Linked DNA regions of Anser cygnoides: region 2 is linked to region 1. A link is a contact called in public Hi-C data. All regions are on one chromosome and are shown on one strand. Each heading gives the region's core, a stretch centred on a gene start, on an enhancer-like site or on the middle of the called end of the contact. The rest is flanking DNA. Distances are from core to core; before and after follow the strand shown.

The links. Hi-C and Micro-C count contacts between places; a contact is called where the count stands out from the background.
Region 2: a Hi-C map of liver shows a contact between it and region 1, with 1.8 times the contacts expected there. The contact joins the promoter of HAO1 here to the enhancer-like site in region 1. A contact is called at or near these places in 2 of 7 Hi-C or Micro-C datasets (both in liver).

Annotation. Positions count from the first base shown.
Region 1 is chr3:6,001,881-6,004,979 of Taihu_goose_T2T_genome, forward strand. The region is part of intron 3 of PLCB1 (phospholipase C beta 1); the gene reads right to left. Among named protein-coding and RNA genes, the nearest start is that of PLCB1, 29 kb to the right of the region's middle. Within about 2 kb of position 1,516, at least 2 of the 3 cell types and tissues checked have open chromatin away from gene starts, as enhancers often do. A contact at or near this core is called in liver, where this site is marked.
Region 2 is chr3:6,058,670-6,061,768 of Taihu_goose_T2T_genome, forward strand. HAO1 (hydroxyacid oxidase 1) reads left to right here and starts at 1,468. Exons shown (of 8, transcript XM_013182177.3): 1 at 1,468-3,099. The region is part of intron 4 of LOC106036652 (a long non-coding RNA gene); the gene reads right to left.

The sequences.
Region 1 (3,099 bases), core at 266-2,765:
CACAGGACATGATTAGCTAATGAGCATCCCCTGGCTGCTGTAGTAGCCAGGACATTCCCAACCCAGCCTGAAAGGTACACAAACACGTTGATGACCACACTTCCAGCTGGAATTTATGACTGCTCTGTTAGAGATAATTTTTGTCAGTATTTTAAATACTGGCAAGTGGCAGAATTTAAGAGGAGAACAGAGCAAAGCTGGAGTTTATTCTATTTCCACTGTGGAACTAAGGAACAGAAAAGCAAACTGCATAGCTAAGAGCAAAGACCATCATACTACAAATACATCCAAGTAGAAGAATAGCACAGAGTTCTGCCCTGTTATGACCGATTCAGACTGAGTCCATGAAAAGGAAGGTCACAGGAGTCATCCTCATCTTCCACTCCCATACTTCCATGCACATTACCTGACTTGGAAACATTGACCTGAAAATACGAGGACAGCAAAAAGCAGCTTGTCTGTTCACTGTCCAGTTAGCAGAAACAGGATGGAGATGAAACTGAGCATCTCCACATCCCTCTGCACACTAGTCCTCACGTTTGAGTTTATTACTGTAACAGCTGCTACAGGCTGAGACTGAAGATGTTACACCCTAACAGCAGAAAGTAGTTGATTTAGGCATATCCATCCCAGCCCCTTCCTAAATTACAGCTGTACTGGTGTGACTTGCAAGCTGCCCTCCATTTGTCTGCAGCTCAAACCTTTGCCTGAGTTGTCAGTGCATCTGGCAGAGGAAGCAGCCCTCCAGGCTGAATCCTATGCTCAGAAAATAGGAAGAGCATTCATCCTGTTAGCGTCATGCTAACTGCCCACCGCACAGAACACCTTCTGCAGACAGGAGCACCACCTTTCCCACCTTCTTCTGGCAATGAGTTGCACCCTGAGGAGGGCACTGCTGCTTGCCAGGAAGGCAATTAATCCTTCATGACTATTCAGTCCTTGGCCTCTGAGGATTCCCCACTGTCAGGCAATGCCAGCTGCGCAGCTCTGAGATATGCCACATGCCAGCAGAGAGAAAAGACTTAATTCCCACCATTTTCAGGAAAGAGTATCAAATACTTCATTTGCTTACAGCTTGATTCTCAGCTCAAACCAGTTCCAAGAGAAGTCTAACCCTGTTAGTAGCTCTGAGTCACTCAGATGACTCTGAACCCTGCACCAGAGCTGTTTATAAAACCCAGCTTTATTAGCATGCATCTGGTGAGAACTTGGCAGACGAGACTGCCCAATGGCAAAAAATATATATATCTATTTAATCCTTGGAATGTTTGCAGGCTCCAGAAAGCCGACCAAATGAGGGCTCAGGTGCTTTTCCCAAATATGAATTTGTTGTTGGTTTCCAGCTGGTTAAGGACTGTATCTAATTGCTAATGAAGTTGATAAAAACATTCAATGGTATTAATGGGAGATGATTCAGGCTCCAAATCAGTTAAACCATTTTAAATATTTAATAAACACCTTAAAACTGAGCTGCTATCTTAAAACTTAATAAGAAAAGGCTGATTAACATGATTTTTTTGCAGATTGTTTAGCTGCAGAGGAGGCCAAGTTTTTATAGTAGAAAAAAAGCACTTTCCTTACTATGAGATCAACTTTGCTGTGATAACTGTTTTTAGTTGTGTTATGCCAGGTTTGCAGGAGATCAGAATATCTGGGTATCTTGTAGTACTCCAAGCTGATCTCAGTGCAATAATGTACAAGGCTCTTCCTTAACTACAGACCATTATTATATAGGACGTTATTAGTAGCACATTAAAGTTACTACATTTTAAAATCCAGCATGTTGAGACCTTTAAACTCTTGGAGCCGAGACTGTCTGTCCTGTGTTTGCACAGTGCATAGCAGAGTGCAATTCCAATACACAAATAGGGCTCATAGGTAGTCCAGTAACACAAACAAATTTAGTTTTGTTTCAAATGTCTTCATGTCACAAAACAGACGCTTCTTCTTTCATGTGCAAAGGGTTGTAACATACTTTTGACTAAGCAAGTGTGAAAGACAGATCTTACAAACCATGTGACAGATTTATTTATAAAATAGTGTACTTTCAGATGTACTGCCTGAGAACACGCTTGTCAAACAACTGCGTAGTCTGCAAACACACAATAGCCTTAATATGGCAGGAAGTGTAAATAAAATGCACACAGACTCCTGTACCCTTGCTGACTCCAAGTACCTTACTCCAGCACAGTCCCACTGAAATCAGCTGTTCTGCACAGAGCAGAAGGGTTTCACCAGCTGGTCGTTAAATGTGCTAATTCCCATAGCACAGCATAAGCCATCTTAATCCACTTGCCCTGCTCATACCCACTGGTATCAGTTATGAGTCACTGCCATTCTGAACTCCACTCTGACTTGCTTAATTATGACAATCCCCAAAGGAAATGGGATTGTTATCTTGGAAGCCAACATGCTTCCCAGGCTGTGTGAGCTGCCAGCATTGTCTGGGACCCATGTAGATCTCTCACCAGTGATGAAGGTCCTAGTAACAATATTTCAGTTAAAATTTGGTTTTGATATCTTTTTCAAAATGTCTGAAAATATGCATGGTCTGAAAAGATTGCTAATGTCCTCTAAAAGAAATTAGCAAGAGAAGAATCCTACTCACACCACAGAAACAGCACAAGACTTCTTTCCCCCTATAAAATCATAGAATCACAGAAGGGTTTGGGTTGGAAGGGGCCTTAAAGACCAGCAAACCCCCTGCAGAGATACCACCCACAAAATGTTTTTTTCTTCTAATAAACAGCTTATTTAGTACTATAACAGAAAATTCAATTCAAAAGCTTCATTCAACCAGGATAAGCTTTCATTAGGGCAAGCAAAGCAGTGATTTGTATACATTAAATGCCTGCAACACAAACTTCTAAAGACCTAGTGCGTATAATGCTGGATTGATTACTGCTTGGCACAATGTGCAAGAAGGAAGCATACAGTGAGTTAAAAGCACGGTGGAATCTGAGCAACTTTCTTCTTTTTATTTCTTGCCTGCTTACAGTGCCTAGAAGTGTCTCTCTTCCCCAGGCGGAGAGAAGCTACCTAAAAAGCCCTGAGATACCTGGTTCCTCCGCACAGAGCTGCCCGACACCCTGGGCGAGG
Region 2 (3,099 bases), core at 218-2,717, 57 kb after region 1:
GCCTTGTTAGGGCCACCTACTTGCTGTTCCTGGGTGAAAAAATTGTCTTCATTCATACAACGAAGCCATTGTCTTTGGCTCAGTCTCATGCTGAAGTCAGATGGCTGAAGAAAAATACTTTCTGTTGATTCTTCTGACTTGGAGGGGTCAAAATCGATTGGTTCAGCTCTGATTGACGAGATACTCACTGAAAACACTTCACTTTAGCGTTCACAATTATAAAGGTGTGTTTTCTGACTTTATTTGCAGAACTTCAGGAATGTCCATGGGGAATTTGGAAGTTAAAACACAGCCATTTACCTATGTAAAAAGTTACTTGATAAAACAGCTTTCCACAGCACTCTTGAGAAACACTTAAGTAATCTCTGAGACATTGAAATATTTTAATTATATACTGGAGTTAACTTTTCCAGTTAATCTTTACTTCAGTTAACTCAAGTGAGAAAATCCCAGTTGACTCATTCCTCACCTGTGGAGTTTTTGCTGCTTCACAGGAGATAACTGATGTTTCTCTGATCCTGCAGTAGGAACATAGTGACTCAGGCTAAAATTCTATGTAGTTCTTTTCCTCTCTCTGGCAAATAACATATGTAAGGACAAGTGTGTAATGATATTTCTTAGAACACTTCTTTTTGGCTTCTGATTGAATCACTTTCTGAGCTGGAAGTTGTATGTCTGTAATTTGCAGCCCTCTGTGGGTTTTTCATCCTGAACTTCTGATATCCCTTTTTTAACTTAAGTGCAAAGAGGTTCCTTTGCAGAGCCTGGTACAGCTGAGGTTCACTTATGTGATGCTGTTTTCCACTGGCAATTCACTAGTGACCAGCTCAGGAAACAACTGAGAAACAGCTGATATGGGAGAGGGTGTTACTGGTACACTTCTTTTTTCCCCTCTGCCGTAATCACATCTGGACATTTCACAGAATCACAGAATCGTCTAGGTTGGAAGAGACCTCCAAGATCATCTAGTCCAACCTCAAATTTCAATTGCACATTGACTTTTGCCAGTGAGATTTGTCTTGGTTACCTGGGCAAACTCCTTGCTGTTAAATAAGATGCTATCCTTTTTGCACCAAGGTTAAAGTTAAGACAGCTGATGTCTCGTTAAGCAGACAGGATGTCCCTCATCCAGAGAGGGAGCAGCCAGATAGATTCATTAAAATAAGGATCCAATTACTTGGAAAGAAGCTGTGTCAGAGCTGGTCTGTGTCGCTGTCAGATGTGCTGGGGAGACATTTGCTGTGCCCTCCTAGGGATTACACTCATGCTACCAGTAAGAGGATACGCAATTGTAGTGTAGCTACAGATTAAACTTTTTTGCTTAGTTTTGTTTCCTTTGTGCTGATACTGGCAGTTTCCTCCATGCCTCAGCTCATAAACTGGCCAGTGGTGGTAAGGGTTGTCTGGAGTAGAAGCAGCTCTAGCTCCTGGTGGGCTTTCGAGGGCTGTAACTTCCGAGGGCGTGTTGCCTGGGCTGCAAGAAGAAGTCACTGTGCTTTGGCATGTTTGGCATTTTCTTGGGGGATCTATAAAGGGTTGCATGTGAGCAATTTAGTGATGGGGAGGGGAGGAGAACTTTTAGTACGAGTGGCAAAAAATGACCGGTAAAGACAGGCTGGTATCACGTGAATATGATAAATGAACATAAATGGAGAGTGAAAGGTTAATGTGGGAAGTGCTATGAAGAGCTTAACTCTTTTTTTTTTAAGTGCATATAGATGTAAAAGTAGGGGGAAAGATCAGCAATGAAACAGTGTAGTTACCTTCAGCAATTTTGTGCAAATTTCCAACATGTTGCATTCATTAATGTTGAATTCAGTTGCACACATTAAAATGTTTAGCTATCACACAATGCTTACTTCCTCATGCTAAAAACAGCCATTTATCCTAGAGCATATGTGATGCAAACTGAATAAATGTAAGCAGATATATCCCCTGTTTTGTGCTGGGAGCACAGAGAAATGTCAATGTAAGCCAGTTTGCATTTAAATTATATGCAATTATAAATACCCGATGGTGTAATTGTATATTGATAATCATTTCCAGTAATTTCTCCCATGAATATTCTGACCAGCTATAAAAATGAACACCCTAAGGGGCCCCATATGTTTTAAGCTAAGATGCCCTCATCTGGGAAAGCAGCTATTTCTAGCTGCAAATCTCTTCAGTGCCATCATTCTCTTAAGATGATTTCTGAAACTGACCTTACAGTTGGCACCATCCTTCCTGCTCCAGTCCCTGAAATACTCCTCCACAGATGCTTGACAATCTCCTTTGAATCTTAAGCACTCCTCTCACTCTTTGCAGAATATTGTGTTCCTAGTTGTTATTTATAAACCAACAGCAAGGATGATGGCTGTGGTTTTAACAGAGGTATATCTATATTTAACTCGATTTCTTCATCAATGCTGAAGAATTTAGATAACGCCAAGTAACTTAACATCCCAAATTTTTGGAGGAAGTAAGGCACGTATGTACTTCTGTTGCATTGCATTTCTTCATGTTTGTTCATCACGAGATTCCTCACAAATAACTGACAGTAAGCAAACAACAGGTTCTCTGGTTTGCTTGCACTGTAGACAGAAACAGAGGTGTGTGCTGGGCTTTGGTGACCACAGTGCATGCTGCTTTGTTCCTGTGCTTGTTGCAAAGCTCTGCCATGTTTTATACTGTGCTTTAGAGAGTATTTCCAAAAAAGGGACCAATTTCTGTATTCTCCCCCAAACCTGTTTTTTTATTCTTAAAAACAATTGTTAATAATTCAAGTGTGCAGGAGGAAAACTGAGTTTTATATACACATGATATAACTGCAAGTTTTCCCTATCAAACAAATACTGTATACCTGTTCCAAACAAAGTATATATGTGGTATTTGTTAAATCCTAAATGAAAATTAAATCAAGAAATCTTAATGTTGTATTTTGGATGAGTATCATCTCTAGTAAGCTAATTTTATTTGAAGCTGGTGACTGCACATGACTTGATAACATTCTAAGAACAGAGCTCTCTGGGTTGTGGAGGTGGAATTACCCTAAAAAAACAGGAATTACTTGCCTGAGGGTATATTAAATGTCCTAGCTGGGTGACAGCTGGGTTTATG